6 separate regions of the Mus musculus genome follow, and all the other regions are linked to region 1. Evidence: chromatin contacts called from public promoter capture Hi-C data. All regions are on one chromosome and are shown on one strand. Each heading gives the region's core, a stretch centred on a gene start, on an enhancer-like site or on the middle of the called end of the contact. The rest is flanking DNA. Distances are from core to core; before and after follow the strand shown. Region 1 holds the start of Elac2 (elaC ribonuclease Z 2). Region 2 overlaps Cox10 (heme A:farnesyltransferase cytochrome c oxidase assembly factor 10). Region 3 overlaps Cox10 (heme A:farnesyltransferase cytochrome c oxidase assembly factor 10). Region 4 holds the start of Zkscan6 (zinc finger with KRAB and SCAN domains 6). Region 5 holds the start of Map2k4 (mitogen-activated protein kinase kinase 4). Region 6 has its middle 77 kb from the start of Gm12290.

The links. Promoter capture Hi-C pulls out the DNA fragments that hold promoters and counts their contacts.
Region 2: a promoter capture Hi-C map of embryonic stem cells shows a contact between it and region 1, with 5 times the contacts expected there. The contact joins the enhancer-like site here to the promoter of Elac2 in region 1. A contact is called at or near these places in 13 of 39 promoter capture datasets (the 3T3-L1 cell line, the C10 cell line, cranial neural crest and 6 more), 2 of 115 datasets of contacts at active chromatin or transcription factors (large pre-B cells and stem cell-derived neural progenitor cells) and 1 of 9 other capture datasets (macrophages).
Region 3: a contact with region 1 is called in a promoter capture Hi-C map of liver, with 2.3 times the contacts expected there. The contact joins the enhancer-like site here to the promoter of Elac2 in region 1. A contact is called at or near these places in 15 of 39 promoter capture datasets (the 3T3-L1 cell line, 3T3-L1-derived adipocytes, the C10 cell line and 9 more), 5 of 115 datasets of contacts at active chromatin or transcription factors (astrocytes, embryonic stem cells, extraembryonic endoderm stem cells and 2 more) and 2 of 9 other capture datasets (embryonic stem cells and macrophages).
Region 4: a promoter capture Hi-C map of pre-B cells shows a contact between it and region 1. The contact joins the promoter of Zkscan6 here to the promoter of Elac2 in region 1. A contact is called at or near these places in 5 of 39 promoter capture datasets (the C10 cell line, embryonic stem cells, hematopoietic stem and progenitor cells and 2 more), 8 of 484 Hi-C or Micro-C datasets (B cells, CD8 T cells, the G1E-ER4 cell line and 4 more), 4 of 115 datasets of contacts at active chromatin or transcription factors (bone marrow-derived macrophages, large pre-B cells, memory CD8 T cells and 1 more) and 3 of 9 other capture datasets (adipose tissue, liver and macrophages).
Region 5: a contact with region 1 is called in a promoter capture Hi-C map of pre-B cells. The contact joins the promoter of Map2k4 here to the promoter of Elac2 in region 1. A contact is called at or near these places in 7 of 39 promoter capture datasets (the 3T3-L1 cell line, embryonic stem cells, erythroid cells and 4 more), 4 of 484 Hi-C or Micro-C datasets (B cells, CD4 T cells, embryonic stem cells and 1 more), 1 of 115 datasets of contacts at active chromatin or transcription factors (astrocytes) and 2 of 9 other capture datasets (adipose tissue and macrophages).
Region 6: a contact with region 1 is called in a promoter capture Hi-C map of trophoblast stem cells, with 6 times the contacts expected there. The contact joins the enhancer-like site here to the promoter of Elac2 in region 1. A contact is called at or near these places in 6 of 39 promoter capture datasets (the 3T3-L1 cell line, cranial neural crest, hippocampal neurons and 3 more) and 3 of 115 datasets of contacts at active chromatin or transcription factors (bone marrow-derived macrophages, embryonic stem cells and stem cell-derived neural progenitor cells).

What each region holds. Positions count from the first base shown.
Region 1 is chr11:64,977,118-64,982,072 of GRCm38.p6, forward strand. Elac2 (elaC ribonuclease Z 2) reads left to right here and starts at 1,918. Exons shown (of 24, transcript NM_001362983.1): 1 at 1,918-2,214; 2 at 2,601-2,651; 3 at 2,790-2,860; 4 at 3,491-3,555; 5 at 4,500-4,557. The coding sequence starts at 1,994.
Region 2 is chr11:63,997,851-64,002,805 of GRCm38.p6, forward strand. All of the region lies in intron 4 of Cox10 (heme A:farnesyltransferase cytochrome c oxidase assembly factor 10), which reads right to left. Among named protein-coding and RNA genes, the nearest start is that of Gm51866, 33 kb to the right of the region's middle. Within about 2 kb of position 2,496, at least 27 of the 459 cell types and tissues checked have an H3K27ac peak or open chromatin away from gene starts, as enhancers often do. A contact at or near this core is called in embryonic stem cells and trophoblast stem cells, where this site is marked.
Region 3 is chr11:64,044,754-64,049,708 of GRCm38.p6, forward strand. Cox10 (heme A:farnesyltransferase cytochrome c oxidase assembly factor 10) reads right to left here. Exons shown (of 7, transcript NM_178379.3): 4 at 474-598. Among named protein-coding and RNA genes, the nearest start is that of Gm51866, 14 kb to the left of the region's middle. Within about 2 kb of position 2,923, at least 33 of the 459 cell types and tissues checked have an H3K27ac peak or open chromatin away from gene starts, as enhancers often do. A contact at or near this core is called in liver, where this site is marked.
Region 4 is chr11:65,805,143-65,810,097 of GRCm38.p6, forward strand. It overlaps Zkscan6 (zinc finger with KRAB and SCAN domains 6), which reads left to right and starts at 2,033. Exons shown (of 7, transcript NM_001302374.1): 1 at 2,033-2,119.
Region 5 is chr11:65,785,553-65,790,507 of GRCm38.p6, forward strand. It overlaps Map2k4 (mitogen-activated protein kinase kinase 4), which reads right to left and starts at 2,807. Exons shown (of 11, transcript NM_009157.5): 1 at 2,584-2,807. The coding sequence starts at 2,692.
Region 6 is chr11:64,238,869-64,243,823 of GRCm38.p6, forward strand. No RefSeq gene overlaps it. Among named protein-coding and RNA genes, the nearest start is that of Gm12290, 77 kb to the left of the region's middle. Within about 2 kb of position 1,968, at least 1 of the 459 cell types and tissues checked has an H3K27ac peak or open chromatin away from gene starts, as enhancers often do. A contact at or near this core is called in trophoblast stem cells, where this site is marked.

The sequences.
Region 1 (4,955 bases), core at 668-3,167:
ACTGGTATGATTACTTCAAGTAGGATGGTAATTGTCACAGAGCCAGTTTCATATTCAGTGAGGCTCTCCAGTAAACACCACGCCACATTCCTCAAGTGTGCTTTCTGAATTTCTAGAGGATTCAACGGAGAGCTCTGTTGTGGAGAAACCCTCAAGAGCCTCTGAAATGGTAGTAGGCCTTTTTCTCAAATGACCCACACTGGGACACGGAATGTTACAGTGACTCGCACATAGTCATCCTCTCAGTCTGCCCTCCCTCTTTCTCTGCTAGCCTAGATCCACTAAGGACCCCAGGCTGGGCTTGACCTCAGGGGAGCCATCATTCCTGGATGTTACTGTTTTGAAATGTATATGGATGTTTTTTGTGAATGTATGTTTGTACTTCAGGTGCCTAACTGATACCTGCTAAGGTCAGAAGATGTGAGTTTCTGTGGGAATGGAGTCTCAGAAGATAACTTGTGAGTCACCATGTAGGTGCTGGCAACAGAAACTCCGACCTCTCAAAAATAGTGATCTTGAACTATGATCGATCCATTTGGTCTCAGCATTAAAAAAAAAAAAAAGTGTGTGTGTCTTCCTGCCCATCCACCCAAGTTGGGAAAGGGTCTCATGTAGCCCCAGGTTCACCTCCAACTCACTATCTTGATTGTCCAGCTCCAGCCTCAGAGCCACCTGACAGTCCAGCCTCAGACATCTGACAGTCTCCCTGAATACTTGTTTAAATACATTTCCTGCAGGTGGCAACATTTTCTTCTCCATAAATTTCTATTATTTATTCTGCGTATCTCTTTAGTGCCACTCAAAGCACCGACCATCAAAGGGCCTTTAGCCAACCAAGCATGCCAAATACGACTCTGGCAGGCCTTGGCTTCACCGCCATACCCTCCATCTTGCTAAAAATCATTAGATTACATCCATAAAGCTAGACACCAAGGTCTATTCCCTTATTTGACCATTTTCTCCTCTTGAGGCTGACCACTAAGGTCCAGCTAACAAAGCACTGAAGTCCAGCCCCTTGAAAAGCCCCCTTTGGCTTATGTAATTAATATACACAATCAAAACAAACCAACTTATCCTAACATCGGATTTTTTTTTTAACCTTTATGAACTGTTATTTGCCTATGGGTCGGTCTCCTCCCTATCCAGAGGCAGCCCTTCGTGTTTCGGGTGCAAATACTCCTCTCTCCTCTCTCTTGACCCTTTTCTCTTCGTCCTAGTCTCTATCTTCTTTCTTTGTCTCTTATTCACTGCCTTTTGTCTCTCTGGGGAAAATAAATCTCCTTTGTTCTGAGAACTTGGTCTTGGGGTGTCCTAAGTCGACTTTCGAGGTCCCCACAGCCATGTTAATTCTAAATATCTCCCAAAGATAAGCACTGTTAAACTATTTCCGTCTTGAAGTAAGGAATGCAAGGCAGAGAGGACCGGCTCATAACAGCAATAAGACGCAACACTACGAAGTTTACTTAGTCTTTTCATCTCTATTCTCACGCCAAAACAAAGAATATCATCTGAAATGTGTTCTTATGGTGGAAATCAAATTAGCCAGATCTATCTCCCATGAGATCGTCACCATCATCATAAGCAAGAACAATGCAAACTTGGAATACTTTTGTCGAAGGGCAGAGCTCCTGACAGAAGACGATGAACCTGAAAAAGACTCAGTCCTTTCCCAGTAATGCCTTTCGAGTACTTGCACTCTCAGAAGTCCCGCTTCCGCCAAGTGACAGTAACCGGAAAACGTCAACAGGGAAAGCCGGAACCGGTGAGGGGGGCGGGGCCTCCGGCGACGCTCTAGCTTTCGCTTACTCTACGTCCACCTTGATTGACAGACTCCGAGCTCCAAGGCTCGTTACGATTGGATGCGGAGCTTTGGATGGGCGGGCAGCTAGCGCGGCGGCGCGCTGATTGGTCAGTTCCGCCATGCGGTGGAGGGGCGGTGCTTGTGGCGGCGTGAGGGGTCTGGCTGCCTTGTCAGCCTGGTGTGGTCGGGTGCATGTGGGCGCTCCGCTCACTGTTGCGTCCCCTTGGCCTGCGCACCATGTCGCAGGGTTCGGCTCGTCGGCCGCGGCCATCCAAAGACCCACTGCGACACCTGCGTACGCGGGAGAAGCGCGGCCCGGGTCCCGGGGGCCCGAACACCGTGTACCTGCAGGTGGTGGCGGCGGGCGGCCGGGACGCGGGGGCTGCTCTCTATGTCTTCTCGGAATACAACAGGTCAGAGTGGGCCGACAGCCCTGGGGGATTGGCCCCAGCGCCACGTGCTCGGGAGGCCTCCTGTCCAATCCTGTATATATCCCTTACCTCCCTTAGTCAGCATGGCTTTCAGGTATCCGGGCAAAACTTCCCGTGCCCCGACTCTCACCATCACCATCCCAAAGCGGGGGCCTCACCGTGAGTGTGTGGGCTAGACCGGTTTCATAAGTCGATGGGGAAAGACATCACTCCCCATTGATCTATACCAAACTACACTCTTCCGTCACTAACCAAAGAGGGCTCAAAACCTACTAGGCAGTATGAGAACCCTGTCATTTATGTCGCTGTATCTACAGTAAAGCATTTTACAGAGTATACTTGTAAGTACAGTAATGTTCCTCCTGTAGGTACCTTTTTAACTGCGGAGAAGGCGTCCAACGACTTATGCAGGAACACAAGTGAGTCAACTCCTGGCTTCTGGGGTGGAGATGATTATGGGCTTGAAAGCTGAGGTGAGAGGCAGATGAGACTTCTCAGCAGACACGGTCTCTGGTCGTCTTTGTTTCATCTGGCTGAAATGTATGTTTTTTTCTTAGACTGAAAGTCGCTCGCTTGGACAACATCTTTCTGACTCGGATGCATTGGTCAAATGTTGGGGGGTTGTGTGGTGAGTATGTGTTTGGAGGTCAGGGGCCGGTGGGAAGTTTCTGGGGGCTTAACATGGCTTGCAGCTCATTTGTTCATCTTCCTAGCCCAGGGGAGATAGAATTCCTGGTACACTAGCTTAGTCAGCTTGAGTAGGGGGTGTGAAAACCTAGACTCGGAAAAGTAGGCCTTGATATGGTTACAACCTCCACCTGGACCACAGATTTAACAACAGAGTGCTGTGGTGGGTGCTGATCAGACTCTGCAGCTGGATTCAGACACATACTGTCATCCAGACTGTGTGGCTGCCAGATTTTGAAAGCATAGTAGTATGGGCAGAGGAGAGAATGAGGTAGTGGACTGTGCCCTCCTCCCCCTTGCATAGCAGACCCTGCTCTGATGCATGGTTAGATCAATGCTAACATTATTTTCTCTTTATGTATTGTATAGTTGCTTATACCCTAGAACAGGGACACGTAGGTAAATAACTAGTATAGCCAGAAGCACCCCACCACCATGCACACACACACACACACACACACACACACACACACACACACACACACACACACATACCACATACCGGACAGGGCCTGCAGGCTAAGTTGAGAGTGCTGGATTTTTATTTATTTTCTCTTTACATTCTTTTAAGGAATGATTTTAACTTTAAAGGAAACCGGGCTTCCCAAATGTGTTCTGTCTGGACCACCACAGCTGGTGAGTGTCTCCTGGTCACCCGTTAAAACCACCTCCTTTAAAAATGGTAGCAGTCTTCATTTTTGTAACTTAACCTTCTGCCCTCAAGGATAACAGGTAGTGGAGTTAAACACATCTCCTTTCATAGTATGTAAATACTAACTGTGTGGTCCTGGGTGAGCTACTTTGCCTCTCAGCCCCAATTTCTTAATTTATAAAGTGGCCAGAATGATCCATAGGTTGTTAAAGTTGAATTGCGTGAAGTGGTACATGGGAGGGACTAAATCACTCACTATGGTACCAAAGAAGGACTTCATGAATTACAGCGTTCTTTCTTTCCTATTCAACTTAAGACATCTAACTTTGTCTCTAGCTTCTCTTCTTCCTCCTTGAGCTTTCACTCTCTGTGAACCAAATTAGCCTTGCTTGTCAGTTCCTACTTCTCAGCAGTCCTCCCCTGTGTGGCAGCCAGAACATGGTGTACATGCAGGGCACTGCTTCCCGCCCTAAGCTTTCCCTGTGTGGTGTGTGTGTGATCCACAGGGTGGTCTTTAAGTCCCACAAGCCCAGGCTGCTGTTCATACTTCTACCTGTGTCATCGAGCTGGAGCCACGAGGGCCAGCCCTGCCCCTTGTCTTGCTTTCAAAAGTCATTCCCCCTGGAGGTGTACCACACAAGTTGGTGTCTGCCCCGTCTTTCATTTCTTTCAGAGTACCTGATTGTTACTGAGTTGTTTGTGTTATCGTTGGCTTCCTCTCCATCTCTGTTCTAATGAGAGCAAAAACTTCATATCTCTTACTGTTGCTAAATGGTGGCATCTAATGACACTGGGCACAACAAATAACTGTCTAGATGAAATTTAAAGTACTAGCTAAGTTTTGTGTTTGCCTAGAGTACATATAGTACTTACTTGAATACATTACTGTGCCCTATGTTTAAAACATAACTTCTTCCTTATTTTTTAGGAGAAATATCTAGAAGCAATCAAAATATTTTCTGGTCCATTGAAAGGAATAGAACTGGGTATGTTGTTGACTGTGACCTACTGTCTTACGTTTTTTCTTACATGAGCCCTGCTTTGTAAATTAGAATCCATCAAGAGCTGCCTTAAAGCAAGACTTAGAATCGCATGCTTCCTTTCAGCATGCCATGGTTTCTTTAAGAGCTGTGATTCTGTTCTTTGTTGGTTCTTTCTCTTTTCTTTTTGATGATTTACTTGTATTTCACATGCCTTTGTGTTATGTCTACATATATGTCTGTATGAGGTGTGAGATACCCTGGAACTGAAGTTACAGACAGTACTGAGCTGCTGTGGGCACTGAGAATTAAACCGAGTCCTCTGGAAGAGCAGCCACTGCTCTTAACTCTCTCCAGCCCCTCTTGCTCCTCTCATGCCTCAAGAATACTGGCTGGGTAGGCAG
Region 2 (4,955 bases), core at 1,246-3,745, 980 kb before region 1:
TCTCTGTCAGGTCACCTGGTGCATCGGTGGCAGCTGCTTGCACGAGTCCAGATGGTCCAGGTTTGTCCTCGTTGGTCGATATGTTTCAGACCCCACATTGCTCCCCTCCTCCTCTGCTTTCTTGATCATGGCTTTGTTTATGGACCCCGCACCATGCACAAGCAAACAGCCTTACCTGACCTGCTCAGGGCTTAGGTTGCAGAAAAGCTGATCCCTTATGTTTCTCACTGTGGGTCTGACACTGTGACCAAGCTATCACTGACATGGGTTTCTGTACTTACTTTTACCATGGCTACCACTGAAAGTGCTTGACTTGGAACTGAAGAGGTGATTTAGCAGTTAAGTGCATGTACTGCTCTTGCCTCCACTGCACCTAATATCAGGTGGCTCACAATGCCATACATTTAATTAAAATTTGTTTTAAAGGGCTTTTCATTACCTATTAATCCAAGGGGCAGACTTTTTGAGCTGTGAATATAAAATTCTTATCATTAAAGAGACACAGTATAATACTATGCAGATGAGTCTTCATTGACCATTCCATGAGCCATCAGTGCAAGCAATGCTTATAGATAGGCATGGACTGCTATAATCAGTAAAAAGTGATGTATAATCTGTAAGTATTATCAATCATCCGCCCATCAGAATCCACATTCTGTACTGAATTAGCTGCAGTCTCATGTTACAAGAGTCTGTTGTAAATGTTCACATCACCACCTTATCCCAATTTTCAAATACATTTTTTTTGGGCATTTGAAATGACTTTTTCTTTCTGGCCTGAAATATGTGTTTCATTTTCACTCCATGGGACTAATGAGGATTTCAGTCACAAGCTATGCTATGCTGCTATCTATCAGGTACCACTCTTAATACAGCACAGAGACTGGTGCTAAATACTTTTTAGGGCTTGAGCTCTGTCATGGGTGTGCACACATGTGCTTGCTCATTATGCAGGCATTTTCATGAATTAGTTCATCCAGATAGGAATGATGAAATGGTTTCTGTACTCCTGGGGGGGGGGGGTTAGCCATCCAAAAAATAGTGACCAGGGCTAGAAAGCAACAGAATGGTGGCAGCGCTGGACTCCACGAGGGCCTCAATTTTTCAAAAGCAACATCTGGGCAGAAATTCCATGCTAACTAAGCTTGTGGGTTGATTTTAGTGACGGTACAGCACCCCTTCCGCACACCAAGGGATCAGAGTTCCTGCTGCTTGATTCTGTTTCCCATGCATTTTATAGAGTGTCTTTCAGTTAGCTCATTGCTCTGGTTTAGATATTTAAACCGCATTTCCAAAACACAGAGCAGAGTATGTTCAGAGAAAGTTCATGCGTGTTAGCAGTTAGACTGCAGACCTTACATGTAGCGGCCGTTTGTTGCCTACTCATGTTTCCCTGTGGTGTATATATATATATATATATATATATATATATATATATATATATATATATTATGCTTTCATGGCTTTAACTATTTCTGAAGCACAACTTGAATTCTTGCAATGTGTTGAATATAAAAGACAAATATGATATGAACCCTCAGAATGTACAGTTTCCTTGACACTCAAGGAAGATTGGTTTCAAGATGCTACGGATATTTGTGTCCCATAAATGGAATGGGAAGTAAGGCATGCAGAGTACTGTCACACTTCCACACGCTGTATGTCACCGCCAGGCTCCTTGCTTCACCTACGACAAAGTGAATGCTGTGAAGTGGCTGCTGAACTGCAGCAGAGTACAAGGAAGAGCATGCTGACTCAGCACAGACACGTCCTGTAGCCAAACACTCCTGACTTGGAGGATTAAATTTATGGGCCATGCAATAAAAAATAAAACAAAGAGGATGAATTAACTGTACCCAGGAGAGTTCAGAGCACACTGAGAGCGACAGGCTGGAGAGAGGTGGACAGCTCACAGGTCTCTCTTGGGCCTAAGCTGCTCTTCTAACAGAAGGTTCTGCTCAGGGTTTGAGTGGCCACAGGACCAGTAACCCCACTTCACTTCTACGGTCCCCTAAGAACCTATCTCATCTAAACTGGGCCAGCTGAGACTCCTTCCCTGGGACAGTACAAGGCAGCAGGGAAATGTGACCAGCTTCTTTTACTGACGATGGCCACAGAATAACACGCAGAGGAAATAAAAAGGGAGGCGAGACCAATGCTAGGGAGCAGTGATCCGGAAGGCCTTCACCTTTCCTTCTTCAGTTCAGTTGAAAGCTTCACAGGTACTGCACTGTCCTGGGAGCACAAGGAAGGAGAATTTCCAAACACTGGAGCAATGAATACCTCATTTTCCCCCTCAGCAAACAATATATTTTTTGTCTAGGTTAAAATTTCAAAAGAGCTTTTCCTCTCAGTCTGTTTTTGTAAAAATCCACCAATCGTTTGGCCATTTTTCATTTTGAACTTTTGCTTCCTTCCTCGGGCTCACAGCCTTGTCACACCCTCAGCTACAGGCTCCCTGCCCTCCAGCAACTCCAAGATCAGCTGTGTGTTTACACTCCTAGAGTGAGGAGCATTGGAAACAAAAGTCAGCCTAGCCCAGAGGACAGGGCCTTGCGAGCTCTTACACCTTGTACCACTTGCAGAGTCACCTTCACATGACCTCAGCCATCACTGCTCTGGCTCCTTCTGGGTCTTGGGTCTGCTTTGTCTATTCCTGCATATACACTCGCTCCAGGAAGCAGGCAGTTGGCTCCAGTGTTCCCTGCCTCCTAACCCAGTATCTCATGCAGGAAGCTGAGTCCCTGCTAGTCTTGAGAGAAATGTTCAGAATCAACAGGCCCTGGGACTGTCCTGAAAGCACAGGGAGGGAGGTGCTGGTGGGGACATTGTGACACACTGCTCCAACTCAAACTGCAAGTGCTAATTTCTATACATTGAAGAAAAAGTCCACGCTCAGAAGAAACTATGAAGGTGCTAGGCAGATGGGTACCTCAATGCCACTTACAATGACTATAAGTTGTGTTAGGGAAAATATCCAACTAGGTAACAAGATATATCCTTTCTCCACCCCCTTCTCCCCGCCCCCCCCCCGCCCCCCTCCCCCACAGTGTGAGAGCAACATTCCTCCAAAGGCCCCGCAGAAAGACACACCCTGCAGTTCAGGGCTTGTTGCTCCATCCATCCCCTGGAAAGCTGTCAGTGTGTGTTTGTCATTCCCGTCCAGCTCACAGCTCCTAACAGCTCGATAGTATCTCCATCAATCTCCAACCAGATTAAAAGGGATATTTAAAAAAAATAAAAAGCTCAGAGAGGGGCTCTAGCAGGACCCACATATCATTTCTTCTTACAAATCAGTTAAGATGCCCAGGCAGCTGTCACTTTTCCCTTGTTACCCATGTCCTACTGGTCTACCTCCAATAAACAAACTACGACTCATTCTCATTGAGATTTTTTTTTCCCCATGAGGCATGTGAAATAGCAAATGCAGGCAGTCTGGCATCCATCAAAAGTGGTTTTCATGCATATGGAGACTGGGCAATGTTCTTTGAAGAGGTCACACAGGCCACCTCTCATGAAGGCTTTGTCCTCAAAAGAAAAAAATAAAAAAGGCTCAAAACATTAGTAACCTAGTCCTTATTAAAGTCAAGTGCTGCATCCTAGAGTAAAAGAAACCCCAGCCCTGCCTAGCTCCCAGAGCCTCTACCGTAAAGTGACCTTCTGTTCCTGCCAGGGGAATCTCAATTTGTAAACACTGCTTTCTCACAAAAGATGGAAGGAAAATGAAATATTTATAATACCTGCTCTGAGTAGTGAGGGAGGGTGATTTATTATTCTTATCTTCCCGATTTTTCAGTGTCTATAAAGACCATGCATTTTCTAGTTAGGGAAAAACCAAAAGTAAGGCCAAGCCAGGTGTGTCTCTGGTACACACCTTTAACTACAGCCTTGAAGAAGAAATCAGGGAGATGGCCTGTTAGAGCCTACCCTGACTGCATGACCAAACTGATACAACACCTAGATAGCCACTCTCTAAGTTAACTGAATAAAATAATTACTAAACTCATCCAAACAAAACCAGTATTAAGGGAACCCTAACCAATCATAATCTGTTCTTCCCACAGAGTCACATCGGAAGACAAAATGCTAATCTCAAATAGGTCACACACAGTCACTATCACATAACCAGAATACTCCATGGGCTCAGCCCTCCTAGTCACTAGCTACTTTTCTACCATCTCCCTCGACCTGCTGACCTCCTTCCTTTCACTTTGTATACAGCAGTCAGTGATCTTTCTAGGAGCTAAGCTGGCCATGTTCTTTTCCAGAATAAAGCATGGGCAGCAGCACCCAGGGAATGACGTGAACATTCCAACTTGGCGAGCAAAGCTCTCCTAGCCGTCCATGCTCCTGGACTCTTCTGCTGTCTACCCCTCTCTATACGGCCCTTTCTAAGCAATGCGCCAGTTCTTCGGAGGCAGGCTTTCAGCAGTGTACACGTCATGCTGCCCCTGTGGGGCCCTGCTAACTCACGTCAGGGCTGACTAGGCTCCTCTAGAGTCCATGTTTGGAGCCATGCCTGTACAGAAGCACTGTACTGTAAATGCTGCCGGGTGAGGTATCACCGTTCTCAGAACATGCTTGCCAAGGCCCACTAGGTCCTCACCACTCCTCACCACCAACCCCACTACCCCGCCATTCAGCTCCAGTGCCCCAGCCTCAGGCCATTCTCAAGCAACTGTTGCTTTTCTCCTTCCTCCACCTTCAATGTTGGTAACTAACTCTGTTACCGAGCACCGGCTCCCTCTAACAGGACACAAACTCCTTTTCCTACTCCCAACCAGGCACCAAGAGTAGCCTCTTCCCCTAATGCTTGGCTGGTGTCCTGCAGGAGCTGGAACTCCTGTCTCCTAGCTTCCAGGAAACTCAGTGCTCCAGTGCTCCTCTCAGCAGATTCAGCTTGTATCTCTCAGTGATGGATTCCTCTCCTGGACATCTGAACAAGCCCAGCGCTC
Region 3 (4,955 bases), core at 1,673-4,172, 930 kb before region 1:
TACTAGCCCCGGGAGACAGTGGTAGAAGGACCCTGTACAGTGTGTTTAAATCCCCTTATAGTGACATAGCTAGACCTTTTTTTTAAAAAAAAAAAAAAAAGAAAAGACAGGCAAATAAAAGTAAAATAGAAATAACTAAAGCTATATCAACAGCATATAATTATGACGAATTCCAGAAAAGGTTTCTGAAATAAAGAGAACACAAAGTTTGGGCACATTTTAATATTTTTTAACCCAAGAAATCGTGACCATTTCAAGTACATAGCCTGCTGCACTCATCTGTTTCAAAAACCAAACCAGACCAGACCAGACCAACCAAACCAAACCAAACCAAACCAAACCAAACCAAGACCTCCACAGGCCACCTCTGTGGGTTCAGGATGTTTCTCCAGTAGGGCACAGGATCTGGGAAGCTCTTCCAACACGAAGCCAGCAAGTAACAACAGCATCACCTGGCTCAGAGGAGAACTGACCTGATTGATGGAGTTGGCAGCACAGGATGCGAGGCCGGTTCCAAGGGATGTAAGCAGGAAGCAGGACCAGTCGAAAGGGCCTGGAGCCAGTGCAAAGCCTGCTGAAGTGGTGCTTACCACAAGAGCTGCAATACAGACACAGAGATGCTGGTCAGTAGCTGGACTTCTAGGGGAAGGCATGGGGTACAGGAGCCATCTCCCACACAGCAGATGATGATGCCAGCACAAACTCAGGGTGGATATTCTTATACCCAAAACTCTACATTCTGGCTAGCAAGATGGCTCCATGGGAAAAAGATCCTGCTCCAAGCTTGCCAACCTGAATTCAAACCTTAGGACCCATATGGTAGGAGAGAACCAACTCCTATAAGTTGTCCTCTGACGGCCACATACATACCATATACACGTATATGCATGTATACACACACACACACACATACAAAATGCAATATATTTTTTAAAATATGCACTTTTCTGATTTAAAAGTTGTAGATATAGAATACATAAAAATATTTCCTTTTAGACTCCATTAGACTTAAAGGTAGGAAAATAAAAAGGGTCTTCCAGATTCATCACTCATTCATTCAACAAATATTTATGGACTAGCAATTTGCAAGCAGTAATATACCAATGCTGGCAACTATAAAAGATAAAGCTTTGCTCAGTGTTCTAAGTAAACTGAGAGAGGTAGGACACCTTTTTAGTATAAGTACCACACCACAGCAAACAGTAGGGCTTGAACTTTGCCTTGCCTGCAACAGAAGTTCATGGGGCCATAATGGAATAAAGAAAGATGGTGGCACCATAGCCACCATCAGTGTGCAAATGGAGCCATATGGCTCACACTAGCAATGAGGTCCCTGCTCCTTGGGAGGCCCTGGTGTTTACTTCTTTGAGTTTACAGAGCTAAGAAGAGTCTATGAGAGGCATGGAGGTAAGCAGTAAGAATTCCCCAGACGATTCTTCGATGGTGAGCTAATCAGGAAAGCTTCAAGCTAGCACTGCACTGTGGAGAAAGGAGAAATGGAGAGTGTGATCAGATACACAACACAATAGGGAGATGGGGATGCTGTGTGTTCTACACGGATGATGTGTACCCGGGGGACACGGGTACTGTCTGAAGACACTGTGTGCCTGAATGTGCAGGTGCACACATGCACTGAAGGTCAGAAGACAACCTCTTCTGTTGCTTCAGTATAGGTGGAGACAACGTGTATTTTAGAGACAATGTTCTATCACGGCCTAAGACTTGATAACTAGGCTAAGCTGCTGGCCCATGAGGCCCCAGGGACCTTCTTGTCTCTGCCTCTCCAGTACTCAGATTACTCAGTACACCATGTCAGGCTTTTTCTCTCTTTTTTTTTTTTAGATTCTAGAAGTAAAATTGGGTCTTCCCAGTTGCTGAATGAACTACCTTCCCAGGCCTGGAGCTAGTTTTGGTTGCTGTAACTGGGGGAAGAGAAGATGCTATTTTCTGGAGAGCAAAGGCTATTGTTCTTCTGCCTATCTTTCAGTGAGTACACAGGAAAGCCCACAACAAACTTCCTGTCTGCTCTAACTAGAAACTCTAACACCCTGATCTAGTCCAATCCATCACTACTGGAGCTTCCTCCCTGACTGGTCTCCAGATCCCACAGTGCTTCTCTTTGGAATGAGCTGGGCACAGATCACAGCCCCTCACCTCCAACGGAAGTGGTTGAAATTGTACCTGCAATAACGCTCAAACTCTCCTTGGCTGTACTAAAGCGCGTCCACTGCTCCTCAGCTGGCTCACCACTGCCCAGTCACGTGGAGCTATGTACTTCAGGGTCCTTGCTCTCTCCCTCTTTGAGCTAGCTCCTTCTCCTTCTTTGGGTTCCATTTAAGATGTCCTTCCTAGGGAGACCATCTCTGGCCATCTCATCTACAGCAGGCCAGTCCAGAAGCTCGCTCCCGAGATCATCCTCTGTTTCCTACCGGCACTCACCACACAGTGACTCCTCACAGAAATGTAAGCTCCATGAAGACCAGAGTCCCGTGGGCATAGTTCCTGCTCTATCCTCAGTGTTGTCACCATGGCCAGAAGAGAGGGGTATGTACTGGAGGCACAGGAGGGAAGGTGGCAGCTGCCAGACTGGACTTTATGTCATTTGGTAGCCAGCTGAGAGTCCCTGGGAGTCTATGCAGGAAGGAGACCCACTGTGAAGTCCAGTTCCAGGCCGTGCAGGGACAGGGAAACAATCTACCAAGTGACCGCATTGATCCCCTGTGAATGAGCACAGGGAGAATGCGCAATGGGAACACTAGGGTTGTACGGCATTAGAGAACTGTCAGAACGCCGTGCGCAGGAGAGGGGGGAAGACAACAAGGAAGAGGAAGGAGAGTGTTTGCACGCAGGCAGCGTGGAGGAGAGCACAGAAGAGCACAGCAGAGCACAGGCGATGAGCTGTACATCAGGAAATGTGCTGCTTCTGAGGAACCGCAGGGCACGGTGGGGTGGGGTAAACATATAGACAAGGCACAAAACAGGAGCTCAGAGGAGACACTGGGAGACAGGAGCACAGGGCAAAGGGGACAGAAATCATGAGCAGTGTGTGCCCGAGAAGGTACGTATAAAAACCCTCAGACCATCACAGCTTGAGGGAAAGCATGGAAGATCCACAGGCTTGGAGATTAGAATTATGGAGATGGGGTGCACTCCTGAAAGTTACATAAGGGAAGGGAATGGGGTGGGACTACTGCCTCCAAGGGTACATGCTAGAGAAGGAAATGGTATCCATCGCCTACAGCTTGTCCTTCAGTCTAGTCTCATCAGAGGCTTACAGAAGTCCTTCAGTTTTACCATATGGACAAGCCCTTTCCTAATACCTGGATCACATACAGTTTCCCTGTGTGTGTATGTGTGCACGCACATGCGTGTGCGTGCGTGCAGATACATGCACATATATAGTATAGGTCACAGGCTGATGTCCAGTGTCTTCCTCACTTCCCAGTGTTCTCTCCACCCCTCCCCTGCCTTTTTCTTGAGCTAGGCTTCCTCATTTAACCTGAGACTCACAAGTCAGCTGGCCAACAAGCCCTGGGGATCTTCTTGTCTCTTCCCTCCAGTGCCAGGACCCCAGGCATGCACCGTCACGACCACTTTTACCTGGGGAATGGGCATCTGAAGTCGGGTCCCTGGCTGGTGGAGCAAATATTTTGTTTACTAGGCCATCTCCTCAGTGTGGTCTCTTAAATTTCTATTTTTCTTTAGCTGTGTTCCATGTCAATTTGAAATGTAAAACAAGTATATGGGCTAAGAATACTGTCTATGCCAGCCAGCTTTCTGTGACTAGAACAAGCACGTGAGAGAATCAACTTATGAAAATGACAGCAACCACTCATTACTGTGGTAGAATTTGGAACCTCTAAGACCTTTCCAGAAAGGGTGACACACCAACAATGAATATATCTGTTGACTCCATCAAAGCATCCCTCAAAGGAGAGTCTCTAACAGCACGCCTCTTGGGCAAGAGGCCCTTCCTTTGGCACAGTGGGTGCAAATGCAGTGAGCATCTGACATTCCCTTGGCAGGCAAAGGACTACAGAGCAGAGAAGCCAGGGCAGGGCTGAGGGGGCAGGCCTCTATGAGGGCTACAGAGACAGGCAGGTCAAGAGATGAAGGAACAAAAGAGGCTGGTCAGACACTAGAGGCACTCAGCGATCCCTCGGCTTGGGGGACAGTATACCTGTCCCCTAGACACAACACTGCACGTCACAACAGGTGCACATGACGGCGTGGCAGCAGCTAGCACCTGGCAGGACCTGGGACAGTACAGCAGGCTCAGCATTTAGACAACATTTATTTCGAAGGAAACATTCTGGGAGCAGTTTTTTAGCTCTGGTTCTGTAATGACTTATGCTCCAAAGACAACTCCATGGTGATTCCAGGCCTTGAAAACGACTGTTGTGTCAGCTACCATCACAGTAGCTGACAAAGTACTATAATCAATGAACTGTCAAAAACAAACAAAAAGCCTGAAGACTTTGCCTTGTTTAAAGTTGAAAAGGGTATACAAGCGTAAGAAAACTTCAGATGGGCAGCGATGCACGTCTTTAATCCCAACACTTGGGAGACAGAGGCAGACAGATCTCTGAGTTTGAAGCCAGCCTGGTCTACAGAGTGAGTTCCAGAACAGCCAGCCAAGGCTACACAGACAAACCCTGTCTGGAAAACAGAGAGAGAGGGATGGAGGGAAGGGGGGTGAGGGAGGAGGAAGAAGAGGAGGAAGAGGGAGAGAGGGAGAGAGGGAAGGAGGAAGAGAGAGAGGCAGACAGAAAACACTTCAGATTTCTGACTCATACAGTTCTATCTAATAAGCTGAGAAGACACAAAAAATGGTTTACATAAGGCTAACAAAGGAAATGAAAATGATTTTACAAAGAAGTAACAATGAAAAGTTTATAGAATTGGGGCTTTAGAATGTACAAATGGTAACACACAGAAAAATGAAAGCAACCACT
Region 4 (4,955 bases), core at 783-3,282, 830 kb after region 1:
TTTCATGCTCTAGCACTACACACAAACACCATAATATGCACACATATAATCTTCACATATACCTTACATAGATTATCTGTATGTATAATCTGTATGTATAATTTACATATATATGTAAGCATCACATACATATTTTGCTGGCCTCTTGGTCATATCTGATTGAGTTAGCATTGCTCTTGATTCTACTATATTACACATACAGTATTTGATTACAAATTATGATTAAGAATTTGATTATGAATGTACTCTGGGGTCTGGGGATAGAGCTCCGTTGGTATAGAGTGCTTGATTAGCATGCACTAAATCCTAGGCGCCAAGCTGGCAAGAAGACTCAGTGGTCGACAAAGCTTCAGTTTAATCCTGGAACCTACATGGTGGGAAGACAGAACTGATTTCTAAAGTTGCCTTCTGACCTCCATACACACAGGCCTTGGCACAGGTACACATAATACATATGTGTACACACACGCACATGTATTCTGCCTTGCACCCTCAGTACTCTTACGTGGGAACTATTTGCTGCTGTGGTCCAGAGCTCAGAGCTCAGAGCTCTTTACTTTTTTTTCTTATTGTCTCCAGGCTTAGATGTTTGTTATTTCCTCAGCCTGGAAAACTTGCCCTGTACACTAGGTTTGCTCCTTAACTTCTAGTCTCAATTCAAGGTTGTTTTATCTGTTCGTCCTCCCTCATGGTACATAAACTGTAATACAACTCTAATACCACCTGTCTTACCTCATTAATTTTTTCCTACTTTTCATGACCCAGCATGCTTATTACCTGTGCATTTATTTACCTATTGCTCAGCTTTCTTCACAAAATAGTATTTTAAGGGCCAGAGCATTGCATGTGTAGTTCACTGCTATATCCTTATCGAATGGAATAGTATCCGGCTCCGACAAGGCAGCTGGTAAATATTTATGAAGTAAATGAAAATAGATGGCACTTTTCTATTATCTCCTCCGCTAAGTTAGATGTCTTCCTATTTTTAAAATGTGTTTTGCTTGTTCCGTCTGTTCAAAGAGTGTCATGCTTCTCCTCAATTGCCAGCTTAATTTTTAAAAAGTAGCTAAAGGGACAGTTCTAACTAGAACTGTCAGCTTGAATTTTGTGGATTCCAAGATTGCCTCTATTCTCTCCCTGAATTTCAGAAGGAAATGTGTGTATAGCCATGTCTCCATATTTCCCGTGGGAAAAGCCTCAGCTTCAGTCAGATTCTCAGAGGCTCATTGCACAACTCCAGGGTTTGAGTTACTCTGCTCTCCCTTGAATGTTGTTCAACTAAAGCCCAACACGCTTTACAGGAACCTTATTAGGGTCCCGACCAAACCACCTGATCTTGGAAGTGAAGTTCCTCAGAATTGAAAATAACCCACGAGGCGAGTCTCTAGCTAAATGTCTCTGCTCAATCAGCCAAGCTCTCCTGTGATAGACACTTCCGCCTCTGCCAGACTCGTAACCTGTCAACTACGTTTGTCTCTTGACGTCTGTCTGACTCACCGATTGCTTTAACCGGGATTGTGAAAGGTTTTCTAAGGAACTGCGAGCCTTTCGGCGCCAAGGACTTACTTTGAGTACTCGCTGAGTTCCTTTCCTACTGATCAGTTTTTCAGGCGTGTGCACATACCATGCTCCCCTCGCCCCTGCCGTGTTTCTTCGGAGATGTCCACCCTTCTAACCATGGTCTAGGGGGAGGACGCATCTCTATTCCAAAGCTGTCCTGTCTGTCAGCTACTCATGACTGAATACCTGGATTTGGACAGGAGGCTTCTGTCAACTGGGCTTAGTGATAAGAGGTGACTGCTGTGGCCCAGCGCAGGACGGTCTGAAAATGGGCGAAAAGGCTGTAGGCTCAGCCTGGGTTAGAAAACCCGATCTCGAGGAATGAATGCTGGTGGGAACCCGGAGCTCCCTGCTCCCTGCGAGGGGAGGGGTCAGACTCGGGTCGTGAACTGGGACACTTCTTGGGGAGCCAATAGGAAAGCCGGTCTCAGGTAGTCCCTCACTCGCCCCGCCCCGCCCCGCCCCTCGCTCCGCCCCGGCGCCGCGCGTCGCCAGGGCCGCGGATGCGCGCAGCCGTCCAGCTTCCGGAAGTGCCTCGGTGAGGGTGGTTAGGGCCGAGGTAAGCGCGTAGTTTGGGCGGATCGGAGGGCTAGCCGAGTCCTGGGGTCAAACCTGAAGTCGCTTCAGCTCGCGCACTGTCAGGAGCGAGCTGGGGCGGGGACAGCGGTCTCAGCCCCGTGCCTGTCGCGCTCGCGGACGGCAGGCGCGTGCGGGGGAGGGGACTCGGGGCGGAACGGAAAGTGGACTCTTCCGGGTTGCTCGTCCCAGGAGAGGGATCGGGTCTGTCCGGACTCCGGTTGGACACTGCCAGGTGGCTAACCGCTAGTTACTGGCCCTCAGTGATAACCCCAGCTACCCCTTGCAAACCCCCAGAAGGCTGCCCTAGCTCTTCCTGGGCTTGAAACGTTGCTGCTTGGAAGCCCTGGAGGATCCAGAGCTGTTAACTTTGTTTTTTGTTTTTGTTTTTGTTTTAAAGATTTATTTATTATTATATGTAAGTACACTGTAGCTGTCTTCAGACACCCTAGAAGAGGGGGTCAAGTCTCATTACGGATGGTTGTGAGCCACCATGTGGTTGCTGGGATTTGAGCCATCTCTCCAGCCCACTTTTAATACTTACTTTACAGGGCTGTCAGGAGGGTCATCAATGGCACAAGCAAAGCCTACAGTGGTCTGATAAACAAAGGGCCACCTACATGTGCAACCCTGTGTGCAACCTACGTGTGCATAGAAAAATTGCATTTCACTTCGATTTCTTAAAGCGTCGGTAATACAAATATAACTGATAAATCACGAGTTTCTTCTGTGAGGAGTGAGAGGTAGAGTCTCATCCGGACACAAATCCATACGTCTCTCTATAAGGTAATTTAATTTTGAGTAAATGGACGCCTTGTCACAGATGCCTGGGTGGTAGCCACCAGTTGGCCTCTACTGCATGAAGTAGTAGTATTAATATACAATTTAAATGTGTAAGATTTAGTTTCCCAGAATAGCGCTTCTTGAATAGTCTCCAGATTTGTGTTAGGAACTAATTCTGATCAATCTGACAGGTAGAAATTTTACTGACTGAAATTTTATTATTTTTGTAAAACTCAGGAAATCATTTAGTTAGTGAAGGGGTTTTGTGTATTTCATTTCTAAAAACAGAGCCTTCTTTGAAAGTTGTCCTCCTAAGCCAGTGATTCTCAACCTTCCTAATGCTGAGACTCTTTAATGCAGTTCTTTTCATGGTGGTGACTCCCAACCATAAAATATTTTTTGTTGCTACTTCATAACTGTAATTTTGCTATTGTTACAGATTATAATTTGAATATCTGTGTTTTCCCATGATCCTAGGTAACCCCCCATGAAAGGATCTCAACTCATAGGTTTTGAGCTGCTGTTCTAAGCTCATAACATTTGGTCAACTGTGATTTCAGGATCATTTTGTGTGAAAATATATTGTAATTTCCATTGCGATGTCTTTGACCACTGATTACTAATTTCTACAAGTTGGGATTTCAAGATCCCTTATTGGTGTTGATTTCTCATTTAATTACATTCTGTCCTGGCTAGTTTATGTCAGATTGAGTCATCTGAATGGAGAGAACCTTAGTTGAGAAAATGCCTCCTTAAGATCTGGCTGTAGGGTATATCCTTAATTAGTGATTGATGGGGAAGGGCCCATGGGTTGTGAGTGATAGCATCCTGGGCTGGTGGTCTTGAGAGTTCTCTAAGAAAGCAGGCTGGGAGGAGGAAGCTAGCAAGCAGCACTCCTTCAGGGCCACTGCATCAGCTCCTGCCTCCAGGATCCTGCCCTGGTTGAGTTCCTTCCTGTCCTGACTTCCTTCAGTGATGGACTATGATCTAGAAGTGTAACCTGAATAAACCCTTTCCTCCCAACTTGCTTTTTGGTTGTGATGTCTCATCATCATAATAGTAATAGTAACTCTAATTAGGATATCGTGGTTACAGAATACATACTTGAAGTTTCCAATTGTATGAAATGTGTGTACATGGTTTGTTTTCCTGAATATTTCTTATGGACTTCATTAAGCATACTAGAGCTGTGGGGTTTAGCTTTGGTGGGTACTAGAAGTCAGGACAGCACCTCACTCCTTTAATATCAGCATTGGGGAGGCTGATGCATGCAGTGTGATTGTCTTGAATTCCAGGCTAGACTCTGCTCCAGAGACAGACCCTATCTCAAAACAGCGACAGCCCCAAACACCTATCCTCAAACACATACCAAATAATCAACAAAAAAATTGATACTAGGTGTGTCTACACTTCTATTTCTTGATGTTCTGACCCATCTATTTTAATGACATGCCATCTTTTTTGTTTGTTTGTTTGTTTGTTTGTTTGTTTGTTTTGGTTAGTACTATTGTAGCTACACTATTTATTATTGATGAGCCAACACATTTCTCAAAATGAAATGACAACCCCCTCCTTTGTCTTTGTGTTGGCTAGTTTTATGTCAAGTTGGCACAAGCTATCGTCAACTGAAGGGACCTCAATTGAGAAATTGTCTCCATTAAGATAGGGCTATAGGCAAACCTATAGGGCATTTTCTTAATTAGTAATGAGGGAGGGCCCAGCCCGTTGTGAGGAGTGCAACCCCTAGTGGTACTGGGTTCTTTAAGAAAGCAGGCTGAACAAGCCAGTAAGTAAGGTCTCCATGGTCTCTTCCTGCCTCCCCGGTTCTTTGCCTTTTTTGGGTTCTTATCTTAACCACTTTGGATGCTTAACTGTTAGGTGAAAAGTGTTCCTGAAACCCTTTCCCCCACAAGTTGCTTTTGTTCACAGTATTTCCTCACAGCAGGAGAAACTAACAGATCTTCCAGTCAGCTTGATCACATATACTAATGTAGTCATACCGGTTTTCATATGCTTATGCCACATTCTGTTTTCAT
Region 5 (4,955 bases), core at 1,557-4,056, 810 kb after region 1:
GAGGTCCTGAGTTCAATTCCTAGCAACCACATGGTGGTTCACAACCATCTGTAATGAGGTCCGATGCCCTCTTCTGGTATGTCTGAAAAGCAGCAGTGTACTCACATACACAAAATGAATAAATCTTTAAAAAAAAATGATGATGATGTGAAGAAGAAAAAAAAGACACCAGTAAAAAAAAGGGGGGGGGGAGGGGTAGTTTAGCTCAAACCTAGAAAAAAATAATTTGCTACTTAAACTCAAGTTTGCTAATTCAGATTATGCTACACAGCACCTTAAACATTTCAAGCATTTCTTTATTCTGAGCAATCAAAACAAGTTCAAAACACAGGATATAACTATCATGTTCCTGCCTCAAGGAAAGATATATCAGTATATATCAGTAAAGATAAAAACAAAAACAAAACAGGGTCTCAAGAAGTGGCTCAGGGCTTAAGAACACTAGTTGCTTTTGCAAGGGAGCCAGGTTTGATTTCCAGCACCCACTTGGTAGCTCAGAGCCATCTGCAAAGCCAGCCCCAGGGGTTTGATGACATCTTCTGACCTTTCCAGCACCAACCATGTGGTGTTCATACATACATACATACATGCAAAACACCCCCCTCTTCCCCTCTCCGCACCCCCACCACCTCTCTCTGGTAGGTCTTTTAAAAATTCAGCAATAATTCTAAGACAGTTTAGGGCCCCTTTAAGTAGAGTTCCAGATATCAAAAAGCAGAGATGGACAGTAAACATCAGAATTCCTGACCATGTGACTCAGAGTTCCTAGATGGTCTGCCCTCTTCACTGTTCTCATTGCCTAGGCCCCATCTCTGTTCTTTCCAGATAGGCTTTCTCTGTCATCTTATCAAGGAGATGGCCCTGTAATCTTCTATCACAAAACCCAGCCCGTTGCCTTCATTTTTCTTAAGCCATTTCTTGTTTACCTCCATGTCTTCCCTCCTGCATCCTCAAAGGGACATGCTCCATCAGAGGTGAGACAGCTAGGTTCACTAGTCTCTACACACTCAAAAGGGAGCTCTACGCTGGCTCTAAGCAGCTCCATCAGAGGTGAGACACTGGGTTCACTAGTCTCTACACACTCAAAAGGGAGCTCTACGCTGGCTCTAAGCAGCTGCTCAAGATTTTCTGAACAAGAAAAAAAAATGTATACAGATTTTTCAAACGGTCAGCCACGTCTCTCAAAACACACACACACATACACACACACCTGAAATATATTCATTGTTTTACTGAGTTATTTATTGTGTATTCAAGGGTAGAGGTCAGAGGACAACTTGAGAAAATCAGTTCTCTCCTGCCATGTATATCCCAGGGATTGAGCTCAAATCAGGCTCTGTCTCTACCCTTAAAATATTTAAACTTTAAGTCACCCACTGTGGACAGGGCAAAAGAGATGAGAACCCCAAATTATCTTAACAAACAGTAAAGGTGTGAGATGAAGAAAATCCATCTTGTATTTTGTATGGAGCATAGCAGGCATCCAATAACTAACTAAATTTGAATTAATTAGCTTAGGACCTGTACAGAATATATCTTCTGAATGAAATGCTCAATCTGTTTATATACTATCCCATAAATGTTTCTTATGGGAAGGGATGTAAATACAGATCGTATTTCTGCTGCCCAAATCATGGTATGCTGGCATAAACACGAAATTTTCAACATATAATCTGTTGAACTTCATTAGACACAAGGAGCGCTTTATGAAGAGTTGGTATCATACTGATACCAAAGATATCCAAACGACTCTAATAATTCAACATAAGTCGTTTGCTAAAGTTGTCAAGAGATTTCTGGGCTTGCCTGTGTCAATCCCCCCAATAAACCTAAGAAATGGACTCGGGCCTGTTATTTTCACAACACCCCCTGTCAAATCCCACACAGAGCTCCTAAGGCCTCCCGGTGAGGAAAGGCCATTACAGGGGAGCTGCCTCAGATGCCCAGACATGATCACTTTGACCTCTGCCATTCGGTTTCCTGAATCTCTCTCCCTTTCAGCCCAACTCGGTCTTCTATTTTTATCTGATTTTTCTTTTCTGCATGCGAGGATAAGACACATCTCGGGCCTGGGTCGAAACGCCTCTCCGGGGCCAATGGCTGTCTCCCCACCTTACAGGTGGCCCAGGGCCTCGCAACCCCCCGCCCCTCCCACGCAGACACCCTGCAAAGTTTTGGGGACGGGGGGACAGCGCAGTGGCCCTATTCCAGCGGCGCACCGTGAAGCGCAAGATGGCCCTGAGCCGGCCCCACTGCAGCGCGCGGGGGCGGCGGGGCCGAGGGCCGGGACGCGGCCGACCTGCGAGCCAGAGGCCCGGCCGCGCGCGTTCCCGGAGCCAGCGGGCGCCAGGTGAGCCGCGGGCGGGGGCGGCCAGGTGGGCCGGAGCGGGCAGAGCCAGAGCCGCCACAGCGTTCACCGAAACCCGGCCCGGGGCGGGGATCCCGGGGCGAGGCCGGGCCCGAGACGCGGAGCTCGGGCGGCTTCCTCAGACAGCCCCGGGGACGCAGCGGCTCCACAGGCCGCGGCTCGGCCGAGCGCCTCGCGAGGGGGCCCCGGGGTCTCTGCGCGCCCACCGTCCTTACCCTGCATGCTGCTGACCGCCGGGTGGCCAGAAGCTGGAGGTCCGATGGGCCCCGGGGTGCCGCCACCGCCCCCGGAGCCGCCGCCGCCGCTCGGGCTCGGAGCCGCCATTGTTGGAAGTGAAGAGCCGAGCGGCGCCGCGGCGGCTGCAATGCAGCAAGCTCGGCCTCTCGCTCCGCTGAGGGCGCGGCGTGCGCCGCCTTGGCCACGCCCCGGGCACGCCTCCGTCACGCCCCCGGGCACACCCCCACTAGCACTGACGCGCAGCCTGCAATACAGGTTGAGCTGCAGCGCCCAGCACTGAGGGCAGGGCCTGAAGTCCTGGATCAGGGTGACTCTCAACCTACCACTCAGGGACCCATAGTGGCTTGCAGAATCAGAAATATATGTGCATTGAGAAAAGGGAAAGACTTACAGCCCCAAAGCTTTAGAACTCCCTTCTCTGAACCTCAGAACCCAAAATCAGAACACGTAGAGTTCTACGAGATCTCAGAAGTCACGCTTCCTGTCCAGTCTCTGATCCATCACTGCAGAAGAGATGACAATAACTGTGGTCTCAACCCAGAGCTCTCTGTTCTGCTGGGGACTAACAGGAGTATTTCACTGACAAAAAAAAAAAAAAAAAAGTATCAGAACCCGAAAGAAAAAGTTCCGGTGTAGGCTTTTCAGTCCAGAATCCATGCCAAATATTTTGTTAATTTATTCTGTGTGGGAAGAAGACAGCAAACAGCAAAAGGTGAGGCTGTGATGGCCTTCAAACGCATCTCTTTTTCAAGCGCAGATCAGAAGGTGGCTTTCTTTGAAGGAAGTTATATTTTAGTTCCAGAAGAAGAATCAAAGAGCATAAAGCTGTCCGTGACGACACATGCCTTTAATCCCAGTGCTTAGGAGGCAGATCTCTCTAAGTTTTCAGTCAACCTGGTTTATGGATGGGTTCCAGAATCTTCTCTAAAAATGGTTTTAAGGATGAAAAACATCAAATAAAATACTTCTTCCAAAACAAATCGCCATTTTAGGAAACATGGGTGGACGCAAAAGAAAAAAAAAACAATATAATATAGTTGCGTTTTTATTTTTATTTTTTATTTTTAGCTTGGGCACTTTAACACCCAGGGGAAAGGCATCAAAGGTTCCATAATTTGCTAGCAATAAAACAAGAATCAGATCCTGTCACTACCAGACTCTGACCCCAGTGTGTCATGGCATTTGACTTGTCAGGAAAGTTTCCCAGCCGGCTCTAGTATCACTATGGTGTGTGAGTGTGGTGTGTGAGTGTCATTTCCACAGTTCCTTGGGGGCTGAAGCAATGCAAAGAAATAGCTTAGAGGAATTTGAATTTCCCTCTTTCCGTAAGCTTCATGAGCGTCCCAATCTCAGTCTTTGGTGTAAATAATAAATATCTCACAGTCTTAGGGAAAGTGCTTTTGTAAATCTCTCACCCCACTTCCAACAAGTTTATAGTTATTTAATAATGTATATTATATTATAATTATATGCATTATTTATATAGTATATAGTATATATTATAAAATATATATTATAAAATATGTATTATACTAGTTATATATATTACAAAATATATAATATGATATATACTTGTATAATATGTTATTATATTACATTATATTTTTTATATATTGTGCATATATATATGTATATATATATATGCACCAATCTCTTAAAGACATCACTGGAGTTTGAATGAATGCTAGAAGATGCATATATTATTGTTTCCAATATTCCCTTAGAAGGTGTATAGGTCATATAAAAGGACTTTAATCAGACTAGGGAAACATTGACCCACCATAGTTAAATGAACATGAAAGAGACAGCAAGTAACAAAGAAACCTGGGGAAAACACTCAACCCAGCAAGTTCATGAAGGTAAGGGTGTGTTCCTGGGGTGTGAACCAGCCAAGCAATTTGTCTAATGTTGGGCTTGTGATAAAGCTGGCCTGGATTTGCATCGCTGTTGGTATTGTAAACTAATAGATAAGGACTGAGAACAAGAACCTCTCATTAAGTCTACAGGTGGGCAGAAACAAGACAGGACTTGGGCTTGTTAAAGCTGATGAAGCTGTGTGCATGCCTTTTGCTTGTTCTTGTGTCCCTATTTTTCTTGTAAGTTTCTGTGTTGTGTTTATTATAGACTGAGTTGGATTCCTCAGAACTTGTTTGTTGAAGTCCTGAGCCCTGGCATTGTGACAAGGGCTGTGTTTGAAGATGGTAGGGTCTTTAAGGAGGTTGGTAAGATAGAAGAGGTCATTGGGGGACCGCTAGCCCACTCACTTGGTGTTCCTAGCGTGAGATGGTGCGTGGACACATAGGGAACGATCCACATGAGGAAACTGGAACATGGGGATCGACGAGCCAAG
Region 6 (4,955 bases), core at 718-3,217, 740 kb before region 1:
GCTTTGTAAGCCACCAAAAGAGGAAAGGAATCAATAGTTGTACCCAGTTGTGACACCTACAAAGCACAGTAATTACCAGAACAGCAAGATAACCCCAAGGGGACAATAGTGGCACTTGTATCTTGGTGATAACCAACAGTCACCTAATTGGACTTAAGGCTTGCTTGATGGGAGGGAATTTATGATTATAATACCAAGGTACTATATATGTAGACAAGTTCCCTTGGCTGGAGATTCAGGGACCCTAGATAAGAACCTACCACAGCCATTTTTCTAAACCAATATAATCTCTATCTGTGGCCTAAATATTTATTCTTATGCCCACAGGTAAGTGTAGCTGACCTCTAAAAAAGAAGCTTCATCTGAGGACCATCTTCTCCGTGTGAGAGAGACACTGCACTAATGAAATCTTAACAAAATGCCAGCCCAAAGAAGACCTGTACAGTGACACTGGTTGACACCTGCTGTGATGAAACATCACAACCAAAAGCAACTTGGGGAAAAAGGGGTTTATTTGACCTTACAGTCCTATAGTCCATTATGAAGGGAAGTCATGGCAGTTTTGCTATCCATGGCTTGTTCAACAAGCTTTTCTACACAACTCAGGACCACCTACCCAAGGATAAGGCTCACAGTGAGCTGGACTCTCTCACATCAATCAAGAAAATGCCACACAGACATATCTACAGGCAAATCTGATTTTCTCACTTGAGATTCCCTCTTCCTAGATGACTGGAACTTGTGACAAGTTGACAAAAAACTAACCAACACGGAATCCCTGTGTGGATGGGGAAAATCTTACAAGGTCTCCTCTTTAAATCAAGAGTCACAGACAATCAATGACTAATGACGGGGAGAATCAGACTTATCCAAGGTCTAGAAGGTTATCTAACCTCAAGTGGTCACCTCTAAAACACATGTACATATACACGACACTAAAGGGACTCATCAGGTTGCATTTATATATATGTACCTCCCCCTCTTTGTGTGTGTGTATGTGTACACTGCATAGCAATGATAACGAGAGAAGAATTCATTAATTTGAGGAGTTTGGGGGACATGGGAAGAGTTGGAGGAGGAGCAAATGGGGTGGAAATTATGTCAATACAGTACTTATCTGTGAGATTCTCAAAAATAATAAAATAAATGTAAAAAAATCACACATTCATGTCTTGCTTGGTCTTATGGAAGCTTCAGAAGTAATCTGTGGTTTATTCTAAGATGGTAGAGAAATGACGTAGACATAAGCTTTATCGTTGCATAGTGTAACCATGTAAAGTGCTCATTATTTAAAAGGCCCGCATTAAAATCCTAGACTTTGGCCAGTGGTAAGTTTATTTTCCAATTATAACTACTTACTTAAAAAGAAAAAAAATGATAAAATTCGTCATATCAAGAGATTCCTGCAAATAAAGATAATGTTTGTTTTGCTTTTTGAACCCTTCTCAGCCTTCCCTCATTGGTCTCCTTCACCCTCCATGAAGGACACTACCCCTGAAGCTTGAGAGATGGACTCAGGGGTGAAGAACATGTGCTGCTGTTACAGATGACCCAAAATCAGTTCCCAGCTCACATACCCAGTAGCTCACAAGTGCCTGTAGTTCCAGCTCCAGGGGGCCTGATGCCATTTCTTCCATGGACACTTGTAGTCACGTACACATACCATGCACAGACAAACAGGTGGGCATAGAACAAACACACGTGCACATAATTAAAAATAAAAACCAATGCTAGAAAACCACACTGTCCAGGAAGATGAAAGGAGCAACGGCTGGCAGTGTTTGTCATGGAAACCTTGGCTGTCTGACTGAGGTTTATGGAACGCCAGGAAACACCATGGCTAGCGTTTACAGCCTCCATGACTGTGTTTAGCTGTCAGTCCCTGACAATCTGTTGTAGGTCGGGTCGAGTCTCCTCTGTGCTTTGTGCTGCCTGCCCAGGAGAGCTGTACCACATGGCTAAGATGTCACACGGCTCTTAGTCATGAGGAAGCTGGAGGACATCCTTCCTGTCTGTGCTGATTGTCTTTCAGTCTCACCACTGTTCTGTCTTCGGTTCTGTTTTATTGATTTTTTGTTTGTTTGTTTGCCTGTGCTTTGTTTTCTTTTGTTTTGTGTAGAAGCGTCTTACCCAGAATTCTTGATGCCCGAAATCAAAATCCAAGTGTACTTGCTTAATGGGGGAGGGACAGTAAGGGACATCCTTAACATGGAATCCAAATGAGACCCCACACTCACATTTTACCTCAAACCGTTTTCGTTGGGACATTTGCTAAACAGCAGAGAGGAACGGCAGCTCTCTGGAATAACTCTCGACCTTTGATTTGCTTGCTCATCACGGAGTTCTGGCCCTGCCTTCTATGCTTAAAATGACACAGGTGGATCCAAGGCCAATGCTCAGGCCAATCCAGTTTGAGATATATCATAGGCCTGAAATCCAGCACGGGAGTGAGAGGTCCTGCTGGAATGGATCCTCTTGCAGGGCTCAGTGCAAACATGTGCTGGTCCTGGTAGACCCGAAACCTTTGATGGTCCAGGTGATAAGAACAGAGTAGGGTGCACAGAGTTCCATTATCTGCTAAGCTGTCATCTGAGCTCCCAGCTTTAGCTTTAGCTTTTACACACTGCCATGTAAGTGATTTGTCACTCCCCAAACTAGACTCTGAACATAAGTGACAAATTAAATTATTGTCATGATATATTCTAGTGACTATTGATAGAGATAGTTTCTATCTCTATGCTTCCAAATATTGGGAAATCAGTTTATTGAAAAAAAATAGCGGTGATATTCAGGGCCAGAGTTATGAAATAATCCTGGATTTTTTCTCTGGTTTTGGGATGTGACAGTTTGATGCGTGAATTGTCTTGGTGTGTGTGAAGAACACAGCAATCTACTTACTTTGCTTTCTGAGGAGTTTAGAGGGTGTTCTCTTTTTTTTCCCATCCAATATGGGTATCTTTTCTTCATGACCCCCAATGTCCTTGGGGGAATTCCTGACCTCCTGTATTATGTGCTGAGCAAAGGAGGATTGTTGGCATCAAAGCCCCCTGCAGTAGAAGTGCTGTACAAACAAGATGAGTTGCAGCAGAGAGACCAGTAAAGGCCTTGCTATGTAATTGGCCATGGTAAAGTAGTGCGACCAGCCTCAGAGTGACCATAATGTTGCTGGTTATATGGGCTAGGCCATTAGTACATCTAGAACTTACCTGTGTGGCCAAAGACACCTGTGACTTTATAACATTCTTCCTGCTTTATTAAACAAAAGAGGGGCGAGGCTTGGTGAGGAGCACACAACTAGAACATGATTGATGGACTGAGCCACACTCTCAAAGCTGAATGCTTAAGCATGGTCCCCATGTTGCTTTTTGTTCATTACTCTTGGCAAGCTGTACATCTTAAGCATGGGATGTCTATACATACAACTGTGGTGGTAGAGATGGCGAGCTCCTACTTCCCTACATTGTAGAAATGGAGCAGGCATCATTCTGGGTACCCAGAATCTATCTGCTCCTTGAATCCATAGGTGCATGTTCTGTGTGACTCAGGGAATGTCAAAGACCTCTCCTGCTTATAGGAGTTTACTTGTGAGAGTTGAGACTGGATCCGGGATTTTCCTCATGCCAAGCCTCTGATCTGAGCTATCCCCAGCCTCTTCTCTCCACTCTCCTTTACAAGTTAATCATGGACATTTTCCCTTCTTTGTTACTAAGTAAAACTTCCTCATGGGAATTTTTTTTTTACTATTTCATGAAAAGCAATATTATATACTGTCCACAAGAACATTCATGTCTAGTACAATTAAAAAGAAATATACACTCAAAGAAGGCCGAAGGAAAATGTATTTGTGCCTTGGGCTATCATCCCAAAATACCACAGACCTAATGGCTCAAGCAAGAGAAGATTTGTTTCTACTCCTTCTGGGGTCTGGAAGTTTGAGATCAACATGTCACTAGGTTGGGGTTCTCTTGAGGCTGGTCTTTTAAGCTTGCGGACATTGCTTTCTTCCTGTATCCTCACAGGACCTTTGCTCTGAGCAGCAAGTCTCTCATCTCCCCTAATCTTATAAGGATACTGGAGAGATTGGATTAGGGCCCATTTTAGGGAACTTCCTTTAACTTAATTACCCCGTTAAAGACCAAATTCAACTGCATTCTGAGGCATGGAAGGTTAAGACTTCAGCATATGGATTTTGAGCCAACACCTTTCAGCCCATGAGGACAAGGAGCCTGAAGGGAAGCTTATTGACCATATAGGATCTCAAACTTATGAATGTTTAACCTAAGATTTTGACTCTAAAGTAGGACAAAAGCATACTTATATTCCACAGAATGGAATAAATTACATATGCTACCCAACACTTCATTACAGAATGGGGTTTTTATTTGATGAGTTCTATGTATATATGTATCAGTGTATGTGTGTACCCCCAGCGCATGCAGTGGAGGTTAGAGGACAACTTGAAGGAAGTGGTTCTCTCCTTCCATCATGTGGTTTTGGGGAAATGGAACTCAGGTCCTCCTTGGTGGCAAGTACCTCTACCCACTGAGCCAGTTCGGCTACGTAAGATGATTCAGCTCATCTCTAGAACAATGTATGTGTTCTTAGCAGTCTTAAAGCAGGTGAGAGTAAACAGGGCATAGATATTTTGGAGGCTGGTTATAGGAAATAATGTTATGATATATGGCAGTTTTTTCAACATATGACGGCACTGCAGGAAATATTAAAAAGCAACAGCAAGTCCCCACACTATACCCAGCTACTCTCTGCCCTGGTGGGCTGGCTAGCCATGCACTGGCAGGCAATGACTGGCTTGTTCTTATCTCATAGAGACTCTCTGATCTCAGAGCTTCAAAATCTCTCCACCCAGCTCACTAAGTTCCCACTGGCAGGTCATTACCATACTTCAAAACCCTCATAGCCTTTTGTGTAGCACAGCCGGCAAACCCACGCTTTGC